Regions from separate parts of the Rattus norvegicus genome. Here region 2 is linked to region 1. The links are chromatin contacts, called in public Hi-C maps. All regions are on one chromosome and are shown on one strand. The core of a region is the stretch at or near the end of the contact, and the rest is flanking DNA. Distances in the headings are between cores, read along the strand shown.

Region 1 (7,766 bases), core at 3,564-6,063:
GTGGTTTGAATAGGTTTGGCCCCCACACATTCATGTATTTGAATGTGTGGCCCATAGGGAGTGGCACTGTTAGGAGGTGTGGCCCTGCTGGAGTAGGTGTGTACTTCTTGGAGGGATTGTGGAGTTGGGCTTTGAGGTCTCCTGTGCTCAAGCTACACCCAGTGTGGCACACAGTCTCCTTTTGCTGCCTGTAGATCAAGATGTAGAACTCTTGGCTCCTCCAGCACCATGTCTGCCTGCCTGCTGCCATGCTAATAATGGACTGAACCTCTGAAACTGTAAGCCAACCCTAATTAAATGTTGTCTTTATAAGAGTTGTCTTGGTCATGGTGTCCTTTCACAGCAATAAAACTTCAACTAAGACATAAGTTGGTACTAGGAGTGGGGTATTTCTATGACAGGTCCTACTATGTTTTTCTTTGGAGGAATATGGACTTTGGGACTGTGAATTTAAAAAGCAGGTTAAAGCTTTAAGTGGGGCTTGGGCCATTCTAGTAGGAGCATGGAAGACAGTAGTGATGAGGCTGATTTGAACTGTTGGGCCCAGCTCAGAAGTTTCAGAGGAGAAATTTTAGTATGTTGCCTAGTGATCATTCTTGTGGTATTTTGGCGAAGACTGTATTTTTTTGCCCTTGTCCAAATAGTCAGCCTGAGGCTAAGATGAAAAAAATTTAGATTAATTGCATTGGCAAAGGAGATTTCAAAACAGTCTATTACAGGCTCTGTCCTGTGGTTCACTCTTACTAAGAGTGTTTTGATGAAACATAGCAAGCTGAGAAATGATAAATACAAAATGTATGGTTTGAGGGTTAAAGCGGCATCAGGAAGTAGAATAGAAATAAATCCTGTGTTCAAGGAGATAAACAGATTAAAGATATTAACTGAAATTAAGAGAATGGTGACCTCAGGGAAAGAACTCACCCAGCTAAGCTTCTTTTGGAAACAGAATTAAAGAAAAGCTTAGGTCCAGGTGTGCACACCTTTAATCCCCGCACTCAGGTAACAAAAGCATACAGACTTCTGAGCTCAAGGTCAGCCTGTTCTACATAGCAAATTCAGCAATTGCCAAGCTTATGCAGTGAAGTAAACCACTGGAAACAGGAAGCTGGTGAAGATGTAATTGAACAAGAGGGGCATGTTCTAGCCCCAGCAAGCAGCAGGACTTGGAAGCTTTGGCCAAGTGATTCCGGGTTTAGAGTCAAGAACTCTTGACTCTAAATTATTGGATTGAGTTATGAAATCTCCCTTTATGACTAAGGAAAGTCACTGAGGTCAGTTGGGTGGCAGGAGGCTCAGAGGGGCCATTGAGTGAAGCTGTGAAGGTGAAATCTGGATTTCCTCGGAGACCCCAAGAGGTTAGAGATGCCAGAGCTGTGGGATATCTGTCAAGGAAAGCTGCTAACAGGGAGTGGAAACAGCTCAAGAGAAAGAAGTGTGTTTCAGTCAACAAAGCTGAAAGGAGTTGGAAGTCTGAAGAACATTTTGACATCAGACATGGAGATCCAGAATTTGGAGTTTGGTTTTTGGTCTTGCTTTGGTTGAGTATTTCCTCACTGTGTTTGTTTTTCCTATAGTTTGAAATGATAATGTATATCTTTTGCCATTATATATTGGAAGTATGTCATCTTTTTTAATTTTAATTTTATAGGGGGTTACAGTGAAGAGAATGCATGCACATCAGAAGAGACTTTGAACTCTGAACTTTAGAACATTGTAGAGACTGTGATAGACTATGGGGACTTTTGAAGTTGGACTAAATACAGTTTGCATTATATTGTGGCTACAAATCTATCAGGGCCAAGAAGTGGAATGTGGGGGGTTGAATAAGTACGACTCCATGGATTCATGTGTTTTAATGCTTGACCCATAGAGAATGGCACCATTAGAAAGTGTGGCTTTGTTGGAAGAAATATGTCACTGGGTAGTCAGGCTTTGAGGTCTCCTATGCTCAAACTCTGCCAGTGGGACATTATCCTGCTGTCTTTCAATCAAGATGTAGAACTCTTAGCGTCTCCAGCACCATGTCTACCTGCAGTGCACATGACTTCTAGCCATGATGACTGTGGAACTTCAGTCTCCACTTCTATCTCATGTCGTTGCATTGTTAATTGTGTCCAATCATAGCAGACACAATTGTGCATAGCAGATACAGTTGTGCATAGCAGATACAACTGTGCAAACTGTGTAACACTTGATAATGAGAGCAAAGGGCTGTTACCAAGTTTCATCCTTGCTGCACTATGCCCCTTATGATTTCTTAGAGTGTACTTTTATGTATCAAAAGAGTTTTGAACAGCAGAAGCCTCACACACCTGGTTACAGTGTCTTTTGATTGCTTTAATGAATCACATCCAGAAACTGATGTTTCTGGTTTATGTATCCTCTGATCTTCTCAGAGACAAACATGTTTATCAAGTAAGGTGTGTTCCAATGTCAATAGACTCTTGGCTGAAGACTTCTCATCTCTCAGAAGTTGCTTACAGTCTGATATGCCCACTAAGTTCTTGTGTTACTATTCCCACTTAGCTCTGAGTTATGAAGCACCTTTGTGGCTGTCTGGAAGCAATTTTGTTTTCCTGTTTGATGACCTTTTGTAAGTCTTAACTTTAGCCTTTGTCTTCTTAGTCTCCAAGAAGCATGCAACTAGTTCATAGGTGTTACTCAGCAAGGACATTAGCAAGTTTCTAGAAGGCAGCAGAAAGAGATCTGGACTGTGGAGCCCAGGCTTTGCTTAGTCAGTAACTGTGAAACACAGGGCCATTTATTGATCACTCTAGGGTCAGCCTCATTACAAGGGAAGCAAGATTATCTTTGACATTCTACAAAAGGAATGATCTCCCAGTATGACCTTAGCTTTAACAAAGATATTTATTTTTATTTTAAAATTGTGTGTGTGTGTGTATGTGTGTGTGTGTGTGTGTGTGTCTGTCTGTCTGAGGGAGAGGGGTGCCATGAATGTATTGTCTTCAAAGGCCAGAAGAGGGCCTTACATTCACACGGAACTGGAGTTATAGACAGTTATAACCTGCTGATATGTGTGCCGGGAATTGAACTCCAGTCCTCTACAAGAGCAGTATATACTCGAAACTGCTCAGCTACTTCTGCAATCCAGTTACTTAGCTTTAAAAATGCATTTCTGGACAACTCCATACATGTGTATAATATATTTTGATCATATCCACTTCCATTATCCCTCTTTTTCTTTTCTTCCTTCCTCCCTTTATCCTTTCTTTCTTTCATCTCTTTCTTCCTTCTTTCCTTTCTTCCTTTGTGTAAGAGTGATTTGCTCACACGTATGTCTGTGAACCATGTATGTGCCTGCTGCCTATGTAGGTCAGAAGAGAGTATGGGGTCCCCTAGAGCTCAGTTACAGATGGCATGAACTACCAAGTGGATGCTGGGAATTGATCTCCGGTCCTCTAGAAGAATAGCAAGTGGTCCAAAGAGCCCATCTCTCCAGTCCCACACTACCCTCTTTTTTCTCCACCCACTTCCTTGGAATACCCATTTCTTCCCATCTAGTTCATCTCCTATGTTCATGTCTTTGGTTTTTGTTTTGTGACCTACTGACTTTGATTAGGGTTGCTAGCAGGAGCATGGTTAATGGAGCTTATTTACTAGAGAAACGGCCACTAGCTAGTGGCTGCATTACTGAAAAAAATGACACTTCCCCCCTCCCCCAATTCATCATGGAGTGTTGATAGGCCCATTCTCATTCAGTAGTCTAATCATCACTTCACTGGTCTTAGTCGTGTCTGTGATTTCAGAGTTAAAAGTCAGGAAACCATTACCATGCTATGTCTTTCGAATGTACCTTACCTCCTATCTGGATCCAATCCCTTTCTGCCTCTCAGTAGAAAACAAACACGTTTCTGGAGGATAGCATTAGAATATATTATTAAGATAAAACAAAAATAAATCCAGATAGGACAAAACAAACAGAAGGAAACGATCCCAAGAAAAGGCGCAAGAAACAGAGATGTAGAGACTCACTCACACACTATGGAATCCCATGAAAACACAAAACCAGAAACACACACACACACACACACACACACACACACACACACACACACACACAAGGGATCTGCAGTGTAAAAAAAAAGGGAGAAAATAAAATAAATAAAAAGATACAGGGAACCATCAAAGTTGCCATTGAGTGTGTTTTCTGCTTCACGTCTACCTTCTGGGCTTGCAGCAGCCCTACTCTCAAAAATAGTTTCTTCCCCCAAAGAGCTTCTTTGGGGGAAAACCACACCTTCATTTGCAAGTGATTATCAACTGGAGATAGCTTTGGTTAGGACTGGCGCAGGCCCTGTGCATGCTGCCCCCGTCTCTGTGAGTTCTGTGCACTGTCCTGCTGTGTCTGGAAGGCCTTGCTTCTTTAGTGTCCTCCACCCCCTCTGACTCTTATTTTCCTTCTTCCTCCTCTTTAGCAGTCTTCCCTGAGCCTTGTGTGAATAACGTAAAGAAACACCAAAGGCGTGACCTAGGGAAATTCTGCAATGCTTAAGACTCTTGAGAGGGAAAGAAGGGTTGTCCACTTTAAGTTTCCCAGGACAGCTGAGTTGAAGGAGGCCTCCGTGAACCAGTTGTATTCGTGACAGCAAAGCCAGATGAGGGATGTCAGTGGGTTGAGGAAGCGTAAGGTCATTCAGAAGACCAAGACCCATTCACTTTGCTTATGAGGATTCGAGGAAAACCTGAAGCATGGCGTTGAAGTCACACGGCTCCTAATTCAGTCCTTAGATCTGCCACTGCACTAGAGACGAGCCTTTGGCCCATTATTCTAATTCCTTAGGCATTAGCTATCTAATTTCCCATGACTCATAGTTCAGTTGTTGGTTTAGTAATTTGAGGAAGTCATTGTCGCCACTCAGACCGTTCTGGAGTACCCGGCTTCTAACTTTACTGTGCTCTATTTCCCTTCAGGAACCAACAATGGAAAACTTTTATCCCAGCTAATGAGAACCACAAAGCCGTAAACTACCTCACCACAGGGTGAGGGGAAAGGGCTGCCGTGGGTCCGTCTGCACAGGAGTTCCTCAGAGGAGTGAGTAGCTTCCCTTTTCTAACAGCAGTGAGCCTCCTCTGGCCTTTCCTCTCCTGCCCTGCCATCTCCTGCTATCATGTTATACTCATTCCCCATCATTGTGGAGAGCCAGGTTGAAAAGTATTCCTCATGCTCCCTAGACACCAAGACAAGCGAGAGAGCTACGAGCAGGTTTTCCTTTTCTCTTGGAGGTCTCTTTCTGGAAGAGCTGCGGCAGTTTCTGGTGTTTCTCACCTTGAACTCTATAGATATTTAACTGAGCTGCCCTCTGGTTTCTTATTAATATCTAAAGCAGGGTCAGAAGATATGGATACTTGGCTAAACTCTGCTGTTTGTTACCTAGGTGACTTTTGGTAGGGCTATCGTAGTCTTCCAACCTTAGATTATCCGTGTGATTTGGAGAGGTGGGAAGACGTAGGTAGAAGTGATTTGGAAATCTTTCAGCGGGATAGCAAGCATCAAAGCAGGTGTCCACGTCTCTTTAGCCAAGCATGGATGAGCTCAGATTCCATAATCAATTCCCTGTTCAGTAGCTCACTCTGGTTATGGCTTTGTGGCTGCTGCATCTATTTTGAGCAAGGCAAAGATTTCAGTATCCCTCTTTCCTCAGAGTCTGAAAAGCATCGCACTGAGGAGCTGACTGAAGGTGTTGGACAGATGGTATGTCCTGATTTCTTGGATGACAGTCACCTACTGGGATCCCACACAGATTTGATGTAGGCCTTTAAGGATCGCTGTGTATATTTAATACATGTGTCTGCACCCCCATCTTCCAAACACAAGCACCACAAATCTTCGGCGTCTGTGGTCATGATTGGAAGTCTTTGCCTTTCAGATAGAGTCATTTCGAGGCCTTCAGGTCATGACCTGTGGTTTTTTCAAGCCTATCAGGTTGCTGTTATCATTATGTATGGTCTGCTTGCTAATTGAACTGGACAGTTGAATGTCTTATGACATCACCAAGCGAGGCTATAAATGGGTAGTGTCGCATGATGTATGGGCTGTTTCCGGCACTGAATGTGGCCAGAGATTTCCAAATGCATATCTGATTATCCCACAGTTAGACTTTAGCTAGGCTGGTTGTGAATTAATTCAAATTGTGGAACCCTCATCAGCCCCTGCCAGAGGACACCATGACTGTAACTTGTGAGGCTCTAATTAGAAGCTGTCAAAGGTTTGCATTATGACCTAATCAAAGATAGGCTAGAAAACAGATAGCATCCCAGGGAGCATGGAAACTTTAGGGGGAAATCCCAGTGATGCAGAAATATGTCTTTTTAAATAAATTTTCTATAATTTATTGGATTTTTTGAGATGGTTCAGTAAGTAAAAGCATTTGCTGCCCAAGAAAGTCCGATGATCTGAGTTCAATTCCTGGAATCCAAGTGGAAGGAAAAAAACCAACACTGGGAAGTTGTCTTCTGACTTCCCACACATGCCATAGCACAGATGTGTGCACACAAACAGCACACATCACACACACACACACACACACACACACACACACACACACACACCATACATACCTACCACATACACGCACCATACACACACACACACTCACACATACACACCACATACACCACACACACATACCATACACACACACACACACATACACACCACATACATACACCATACACAAACACACATACACACACACCACACACACATACACACACACACCACACATACACACCACATACACACACACACATACACACACACCACACACACATACACACACACACCACACACACATACCACACACAGTACCACACACACACACACACACACCACACATACTCACCACATACACAGAGCATACACACACACACCACATACACACACACATACACACACACCACACACACATACACACACACTTACCACACACACACCACACACACATACCATACACACACACACATACCACACACACACACACACACACACACACACACACACACACAAATACAAAAAATAAGGGTTATTGTTCTGCTATTTGTGCCTGGTTAATTTCGGGTAACAAATAAAAAGAATGTGGTTGAAGCTTTAGCTGTGTGTCTGTCTGCATAGCGTGAAGTTTATACGCCCTCTGCCAAGGGTCCCTCCCTCAAGGACAGCAGTGGGAACAGAACTCTCCTGTTGACAGAGCTCTGCTGTCCTTAGGTGTGGTGACTGACTCTTCACAGTGTGGAGGATCTTCTCTGAGAGGAGTCAGAAACTCTGGAGGTGACCTTCGCTGACCCAGTCAGCTTCTCACAGGAGAGCTCACCAGCTGCACACACCACTGATCTGGAGGAGGAAAGGAATGCAGTTTTTGCTGGTCAGTCATGCTTGGATTTAACGGTCGACCTGCCCATATTTCATTAAGTAGAAAATTGATCACCAGAATAAAAATGTCTTGACCGTGATCTGCAGGGTGGGTCATGAGAGCTGGTTGTACAATTTTGTATATTTTCCCCTTCACTCACACTGTGTAAGGTGTGGATTTTGTAAAACTAAGCTCTTTTCTTCTTTTCAGAGAGATGTATAAAGTTCGTGGGGATAAGCAGTGATTGGCGAGACTCTCGGAATTCACCTCTTGCCATCGGCTCACTGAAATCAGTCTGATGTCTTGGTTACAAATCCAACTTCGACACTTGTGTGTGCTCCCAATGCTGCTGCTGACCTCCCTGCTCCCTTAGCTGTAAAGCATAAACAATCCAGT
Region 2 (7,766 bases), core at 3,480-5,979, 48 kb before region 1:
GCTCTAAGTTCTTTTGATGAAGCTATTGCCATGATACCAAAACTACACAAAGACTTGACAAGACATTATAGCCCAATATCCCTTATGAACGGATGTAAAAATTCTCAATAAAATATTTGCAAACTGAATTCTAGAACACATAAGAAAAAAAAATCAACCATGATAAACTGGCTTCATGCCAGAGATGCAGGGATGGTTCAACATATGTAAATAAATAAATACAGCCCACTACATAAACAGACTGAAAGAGAAAAATCCCCACAATCATCTCATTAGATGGGAGAAAGAGAGAGAGAGAGAGAGAGAGAGAGAGAGAGAGAGAGAGAGAGGCAGAATTTAATATCTTTTTTTTTTCTGGAGCTGGGGACCGAACCCAGGACCTTGCGCTTGCTAGCCAAGCGCTCTACCACTGAGCTAAATCCCCAACCCTAATATCTCTTTATGATAAAAACCCTAGAAAGACTAGGTGTATCAAACTTAAGCCCAACAGAATAAAGCGAATTTACAGCATGCTCACAGCCAGTATCAATCTAAATGGAGAAGAACTCGAAGCATTTTGGGCGGGTGGTCCTGACTTGTATAAGAAAGCAGACTGAGGAAAAACAATAAGGGATGTAAGCCGGTAATAGCATTCCTCCATGATCTCTGCTTTATTTCCTGACCAGACTGCCCTCCCATAGCAACTGTGATCAAGACGTGTGAGTTGAAATAAACCCTTTCCTCCCCTACTTAGTTTTGATTGCAGTGTTTATCACAGCAACAAGAAACCAAACCACCCCCGCTCCGCTTCTTCTCTCTCCTGAATATTGGGACGACTTCTCCGGTTCTTAGTGGATTAGATGATGTTTTGATTCTTTGTATCATCCAGGTTGGCCTCCATTCGACCTGGTCTCTGCCTTGGCCTCCTGCTAGTGGGTGGCTTGGGGATTTTGTGTTGGAACTAGCACATTGGGCTGTTGTGAAGCAAGATTCTGGGTTCTCTAAAAATCCTCAAGTCAACGTGCATGTCTGTGTGAGCAGAGTTAACTGGATTAGGCTCAGATTACACACAGTGTCTCATCCTCCGTGGGTGTGGTTCTTTTGTGAATCCCTGCTTAGAGACGGGGCAGTTACTATCTTTCATGTTCTGTGTGTCCCGTGTGGCGTTTTCTCTGGGACTTGGTAGCTGAGTGTGCGACTTTGGATCTATTCTTCGTTTGTGCAGCCTGGAACTGAGTCTACAAATTATGTAGGGACCTCTACAGAGTGAAAAGAACCTGTTTCCAGCAAGCTTCCTGGCCACTTCCTGGCTTTCTCCAGCTCCCAGGACCCTCCCTTTCCTGATTCTTTTGAACTCTGGTGCTGTTTTGTGTAACTAGGGTTGGTTTAGAAAAAGCACTAGAAGAAAAAGACGCCTTAGGTTGTCTTGAATGGTTTGAAAGCCACCACCCCTCCCTCTTACTGTCTCTGGCCCCAGGGCAAGCTGTCTTTGGGGCTGTGGAAGGGTGCCTCACTGACAGGGGCCCTGCAGCATCGGGACCTTGCAGGCAGGACAGAGAGTCAAGAAAGTCAACAGTTTCTATTGGTGTTCCTGGGGCAGAGGCTACTTTTCCGGGGCCTGTTGGTTCGCAAAGGTGATTTCCGGAGCCTTGTTGGTAGTCTCGAATACACAGTTCCAGAGCCTGACCTGCCTTTGGCTTAAACTGAGGAGCTGAAGACAGCAAACACACTCACGACGCTCAGAGAGGCTATTTTCTGTTTCTTCAGTTTCTGGCCTCAGTCCCGTCTGCCTACCTGTTCACTTTTCAGGCACATTCAGTGGTGGCTATTTTGCACTTCGTTCAGAGCGTTATTTAGAAATCACTGGGAAAGGTAGACCACAGCTAGCTTGCTTTGGTTTGCATGTCATAGGACATTCCACATGTGCTAACACTCTGGGCAAAGGATGGGATTTGGGGATGTTGGGTGGCCCCGAGAAGGCATGTGATTTCCTTGATTCTTTCCAAAGATTCCATGTGGAGGGGCGTGGGGGGGAAGCGGGTCTGGACTGTAACCCAGACTGCTTGCTGGGCCAGCAGAGGCTGAGAAGAGTGCAGACATGGTCCCGACATGGACAGGTCACCCTGCCTGCAGGAACCGAAGTGAAGTATCCTGAGCTCAAGTCATACTCACAAAATGCTTTCCTTAGGAATATTTAGACACATCTAGGTTTTAAGAATGTTTGCTTTTTCCTTTTCCTTTTTCTTTCTCTTTCTCTTTCTCTTTTCTTTTTTACAAGTTTCAGATTTTTGATCCCCCCAACTTGAGGATTTTTCTGTAAATAAACATTTTTTTAAAAGATTTTATTTATGTATGTGAGTATACACTATTGCTGTCTTCAGACACACCAGAAGAGGGCATCAGATCCCATTACAGATGGTTGTGAGCCACCATGTGGTTGCTGGGATTTGAACTCAGGACCTCTGGAAGAGCAGTCAGTGCTCTTAACCACTGAGCCATCTCTCCAGCCCATAAACATGCTTTTGAACAAAATTTACTAAATAAAAAACATTTTGTTGTGGTTGCTTTTGTTATTTTTTTCTGTTTGTTTCTATGAGACAGGGTTTCTCTCTGTATCCTTGGCTGTCCTGGAACTCACTCTGTAAACCAGGCTGGCCTTAGACTGAGAGATCTGCTTGCCTCTGCCTCTGGAGTGCTGGAACTAAAGATGTGTGTCACCCTGCTTGGCTCTCTTCACATTACTAAGTGTGTATTCTTCACAAAGAATTACTCGGTGGAATGAATGAAAGGTTTATTTCTCTGCAGTGGGTGGGCACAGGCTCTTGAGCTCCTGTCCTTAGCTGAAACACCAGTGTCAGCTGATAGTTGATGGGTCTTTGGGATCCATTTTCTTCAAAGACAGGCCCCTGAGAGACTCCGCATGCTCCAGCAGATGACCCAACACTAAGGGCAAGCACTAAGTAGGTTAGTAGGAAGTGCAAGTGCTTAGTAGGAAGCACTAAGAGGTTGCAGTGGGTTTTTAGCACAGCATAGGAAGTTGGGAGACAACAAACAAACAAATGATGTAGGGTATAGGAGAGAAGTTTGACAGGGTAGACTAGGGGTAAATTTGATTAAAACGAAATATATGCACTTATGAAATTCTAAAACGAAAGCTTTAAACAGATAACTGTGGCTCAGTTCACAGTCAGGGTCAAGGCTGTGATGTGCGGGCACCTGCTAGATATTGTCATATCTCCCTCAACCTCCTAGGGACAGCTTCCTGTCCCTGCCCTTCCGGTTCCCTTGAGATGCATATGATTTGCTTCTCCTAAAAGCCTTTGAGCAGCCTCAAATAGAACTTGAAGTGGGTCCAGCCATGGTTTCAATGTGCTCTCCAAGCTCCTGTTGAGATGTAGTTTCCATTGTTAAAAAGAGTAAGAGGTGGGGGTGGGGATTTAGCTCAGTGGTAGAGCCCTTGCCTAGCAAACGCAAGGCCCTGAGTTTGGTCCCCAGCTCCGAAAAAAAGAAAAAGAGAGAGAGAGAGAGAGAGAGAGAGAGAGAGAGAGAGAGAGAGAGAGAGAGAAGAGTAAGAGGCAAAGCCATCAACAGGTGCCTCGGTCACAAGGGCCCTGTTCTTATGAAAGGGTTAACACGTCCATGCTGGCGGCTCATGCTACTTTTCACTCTAGCCTGGCTGCCATGTGACAGTTTCTGCTATGGGGTATTGGTCAGCAAGAAGGACTTGGCCACACACTGCCGCCTTAATCTTAGACTTCCCATTCTCCAGAAATTTGAGCTAATTAAAAAAAAATGCTTTGAAACCTACATTGGCCTCCACCTTGAGATCTTCCGAAGTCTCCCAAGTATGGGGATTACAGTTGTGTGCCATTGTGAATAACTATTTTCTATGCCCTTTAAATCACCCGGTGTAGAATTCTGCTGTAGCCTCTCCAGACACACGGGGTCAGTCAGATCCTTCCGTGAATGTGGATCAAAGCACACTATGAAGACTTAAAACTCATGGACAGCTATCCTCTATTATGTGGCACAGGAAAAAAAGGCTTAGTTACAGAGAAATAAATTGGGTGGGGGAGGAATTGGGGGAAGGAAGGGTAAGGGAGGGAAAGAAGAGGGAAGAAGGAGGGAGGGAGGGGAAGGGAGCTCTCCTTGATTTCTGAAAGCTTCCCCTATTTCTCCTCTTGAGTCCTTTGACACAACAGGTCCTAGAATTTTACACAATTTCTCTTTTGAGCTTGGGCTGAGTTTCTTGTTTGCATCCAAAGATATAGGATCAGGAATTATTCTGCGCCTGTGCCCAGGGACCAGCCTGAGGTCTACTGAGGTCTGGTCCCATGAAAATATTTGTTCACGGTGTAACAAAGACACTATTATTAGGCTGTCAGAAGATAAATAAAGAACTATCATTTCCTATTTATTTATTAGCTAAATTACTCAGCTCACAAACCTGTGAAACTTTCCATTTCATCACTGGCTTCTTTACAGAAGCCACTTATTCAATCAGCCAATATTTACTCAGCAACTACTATGTACCAGACATATGACAATGAAAAAATATCAACAGCATCATCAAAGCACATGAAATGTATTATTTTATTTAATCCTCACAGCACTTTATAAAATATCACTGACAAAGTTGACTGGTATGAAAGCTGGGTGTAAGAGAAGCTAGTGTGTCACAGCTCTTAGACAGTCTAATAAGGAGTCACATCCAGAGCCCATGTTGTAGACAGGAAGAATCCCAATGACATTCCCCCGCTGACTCAAAGACATTTGGGACACAGGTTATTCACAAGACCTTTTGCTTGAGTGTTCACGGTCTGGTGGGAAAATTCTTGCCTTGGAAAGTGAGTCACTCAGTTTGTTTTATGACAGGGAGTCTGGCTGCTAACAGGAAATATGAGGAAACGTCTTAGCCATCATTCAACCAGACAAGCCCTGAGGCCCTGGTTCCTTGTAGTATGATACAAGGAAAATACAGGGAACGTCTTCCTTGTTTATACCAGTGAATGAGGCCAAATCAATGTTAAGGATTCTTTATTTTTTAAAAACAATCAGCAAAATGTTTTACATTGCATACAATAAAAATTAAAAATAAAATACAGCTTCCTTACCACGGAGAAAGCAGGTCTGAAGTGGCGTGGAGGTGGCGTAAATGTGTGACCATTAAAGCTGGGACATGGGCAGAGTGCTTGACACTCGAGCCAGGGCTACAGAGCGAGAGAGATTTTTCTAAAAAGAAAGAAAGGAAAAATACCTCATGGGTGGGATAGTGGGATAAATAGCTGGCCTTACTTGGGTACAAAACCACAGCCAAGAAGGGGCTCACTCCAGGCCTAAGATAAAGCCGTCCGGTTATAATAGAGTGCTCTGAATTAGAGTCTACAGTACAGGAAGCTTGTGAATTCCAGGTATTACAGGCGTTTCCTTAGAGGTGCCTGAACAAATGGGCGATTAGCTCAGAAGGGCAATTTGCAGTAGGGCTGGGGATGCAGCTCATTTAGCAAAGTGCTTGCCCAACGCACGGGATGTCCTGGGTTCAAGTCCCAGCATTCATAAAATAACACACCAGTGAGCTCTGCACTTGGGAACTGGAGACAAGAGGGACTAAGGTCCTCAAACACGGAAAATTCAAAATCTGAGCCAACCTTGGCTCCATGAGATTCTGTCTCAAAAAACGAAAAAAAAAAAAAAAAGTCTGCCACGAGTGGCGGTGCACACCTTTACTCCCGGTATTCAGGAGGCATAGGGAGCTCCATCCCAGCCAAGGGACAAAGCGACACTGAGGAGAGAAGAAAGCATGTAAAAGGCTGTAGACCAGTGGTTCTTGACCTTCCTAACGCTCTTCCCTTTAATGCTGTTTCCTCATGTTGTGGTGACCCCTAAGCACAGTATTGTTTTCGTTGCTACTTCATCACTGTAATTTTGCTAAGGTTGTGACTCATACTGTAAATATCTGATATGCAGGATATCTGATTAGCAATCCCCAAAGGGGTCGTGACCCACAGATTGAGAAACCACTCCTGTATAGGAAAGGATAGATATGACTACAAAAAAAAGAGTATCTCTATTGCCTTTAAAAACTGGCTAAACAAGACCTGGATAATGATACCAACTGAAGTACCACAGGATAAGGGAATGTCGCAGGGCCCCGCCCCTAGGTAAAGAGCTCCAGTAAATCAGTGGCTGCTGAGAGAAGGCAAACAAGTCTTCTCCCCGAAAGCTTCTGCAAAGCTATCCAGTCCCGGTGGTCAGCCCTAAACAAACATGCACAAGGGCAACTCTGTAACGTTTTCTCTCCCCACTCCTGCTCCCGGAATGACGACTCTGAGACTCATTATTTATTATCAAATACCTAGGCCATAAACTTTGGCTCATTCCCTGGCTAACTCGTAACTTACTCCATTTAAACTATTCTATGTCTTCCGTTTGGTTAATTACCTCTCCTTCAGTCCCTGCCCACTTCTTTGAATCTCCATGTGTCTCACTCAGCATCTCCCTCCGAGTCTCTTTATTCTATCCTGAGTTTAGGTGCCAGCTAGTTTATGTCTTTTCATGGTCCTCTTGAATCTCTTCCTTACATACTGTTTCCCAGAATCCTCTCTCTTCCTGCCAGTGTCCCACCTCTTGCCTGAGCTCATTGGCCATAGGCTTTTTTATTGACAGGTGATGCTTATAAGAGATTCTCTTATATAACACTAAATGGCTCAGAGGGTCATCTCTGTCCGTCTGTCCGTCCATCTGTCTGTCTGTCCATCTGTCTGTCTGTCTGTCTGTCTGTCTCTCTCTTTCTCTCTCTCTCTCTGTGGATGTGTGTGTGCATGTCTCTTTCTAGTCTCTCTGTGTGAGAGAGATTAATTACAGAAGATAAGGTCATGGACTTGAGAGGGGAGGACACGTGAGCAGTTGGAGGAGGGATAGAGGGAGTACAGAGAGTGTAACTATCCCACGCATGTGTGAAACTATCAAAAATAAAAAGTAATTAAAAATTGTCTGAAATTATAAGACATCCAGTAAACTTGAAGTTATTTGTAATAAGCATGACTAGTTCATGTCCCTGATGTAGGAAGAGGCCAAACACATGATAATAAACCCCCGGTGGGCACGGTATGAGGAGGCAAGGCACACAGAGGAGAGAGCCGCTGGATTGTGCACTGGAGAGATACACTTCTTAACAAGTGAAGACTGAAACAACAAAGACACATATTTTACCTTAACCGTTTCTCACGATGGAGTTAACTAAAGAGTCCGAAGTACCAATCTTTTTTTTTTTTTTTTTTTGGTTCTTTTTTTTCGGAGCTGGGGACCGAACCCAGGGCCTTGCGCTTCCTAGGCAAGCGCTCTACCACTGAGCTAAATCCCCAACCCCCCGAAGTACCAATCTTTAATGCAGGCGTGGAGCATGAATTTGGGTTTTTACTAAGGCTGTTTTTATTCGTGTACAGCTCTTTGAAAGTCAAAGTTTTATCAGAGACATGAAAAATTGCCATACGTTTTGTCTAATGATTAAATTCTCGAGACGGCACAGGAGAATGATCCTAGCTGTAAGAAGATTATCTTGGTATTTACTAGTTTGGGAGGCAGAAGCTGGAAATGAGCTGTCCCTCAATGGAGCATTAGAATTATAACATCATTGCCTGGGAGGACATGATACTGCATATTCATGAACACTGATATCCACGTGGGATTCTTAATCGCCTGTGAAATGCTGACATAGTTGTGCTTCATGAAGTACAGAGCCGTGGTCTATGATTATGAGTAGGCACAAAACATGCCATAGCAAAAGA

Evidence for each region. A called contact is a pair of places that touch in the nucleus more often than the background predicts.
Region 2: a contact with region 1 is called in a Hi-C map of the A7r5 cell line, with 2.2 times the contacts expected there. The contact joins two enhancer-like sites. A contact is called at or near these places in 4 of 12 Hi-C or Micro-C datasets (the A7r5 cell line, kidney, liver and 1 more).

The regions. Positions count from the first base shown.
Region 1 is chr11:91,165,713-91,173,478 of GRCr8, reverse strand. LOC120095690 (a long non-coding RNA gene) reads left to right here and starts at 1,294. Exons shown (of 3, transcript XR_010056330.1): 1 at 1,294-5,053; 2 at 7,226-7,382; 3 at 7,581-7,766. Within about 2 kb of position 4,813, at least 27 of the 93 cell types and tissues checked have an H3K27ac peak or open chromatin away from gene starts, as enhancers often do. A contact at or near this core is called in the A7r5 cell line, where this site is marked.
Region 2 is chr11:91,213,669-91,221,434 of GRCr8, reverse strand. No RefSeq gene overlaps it. Among named protein-coding and RNA genes, the nearest start is that of Adipoq, 23 kb to the left of the region's middle. Within about 2 kb of position 4,729, at least 10 of the 93 cell types and tissues checked have an H3K27ac peak or open chromatin away from gene starts, as enhancers often do. A contact at or near this core is called in the A7r5 cell line, where this site is marked.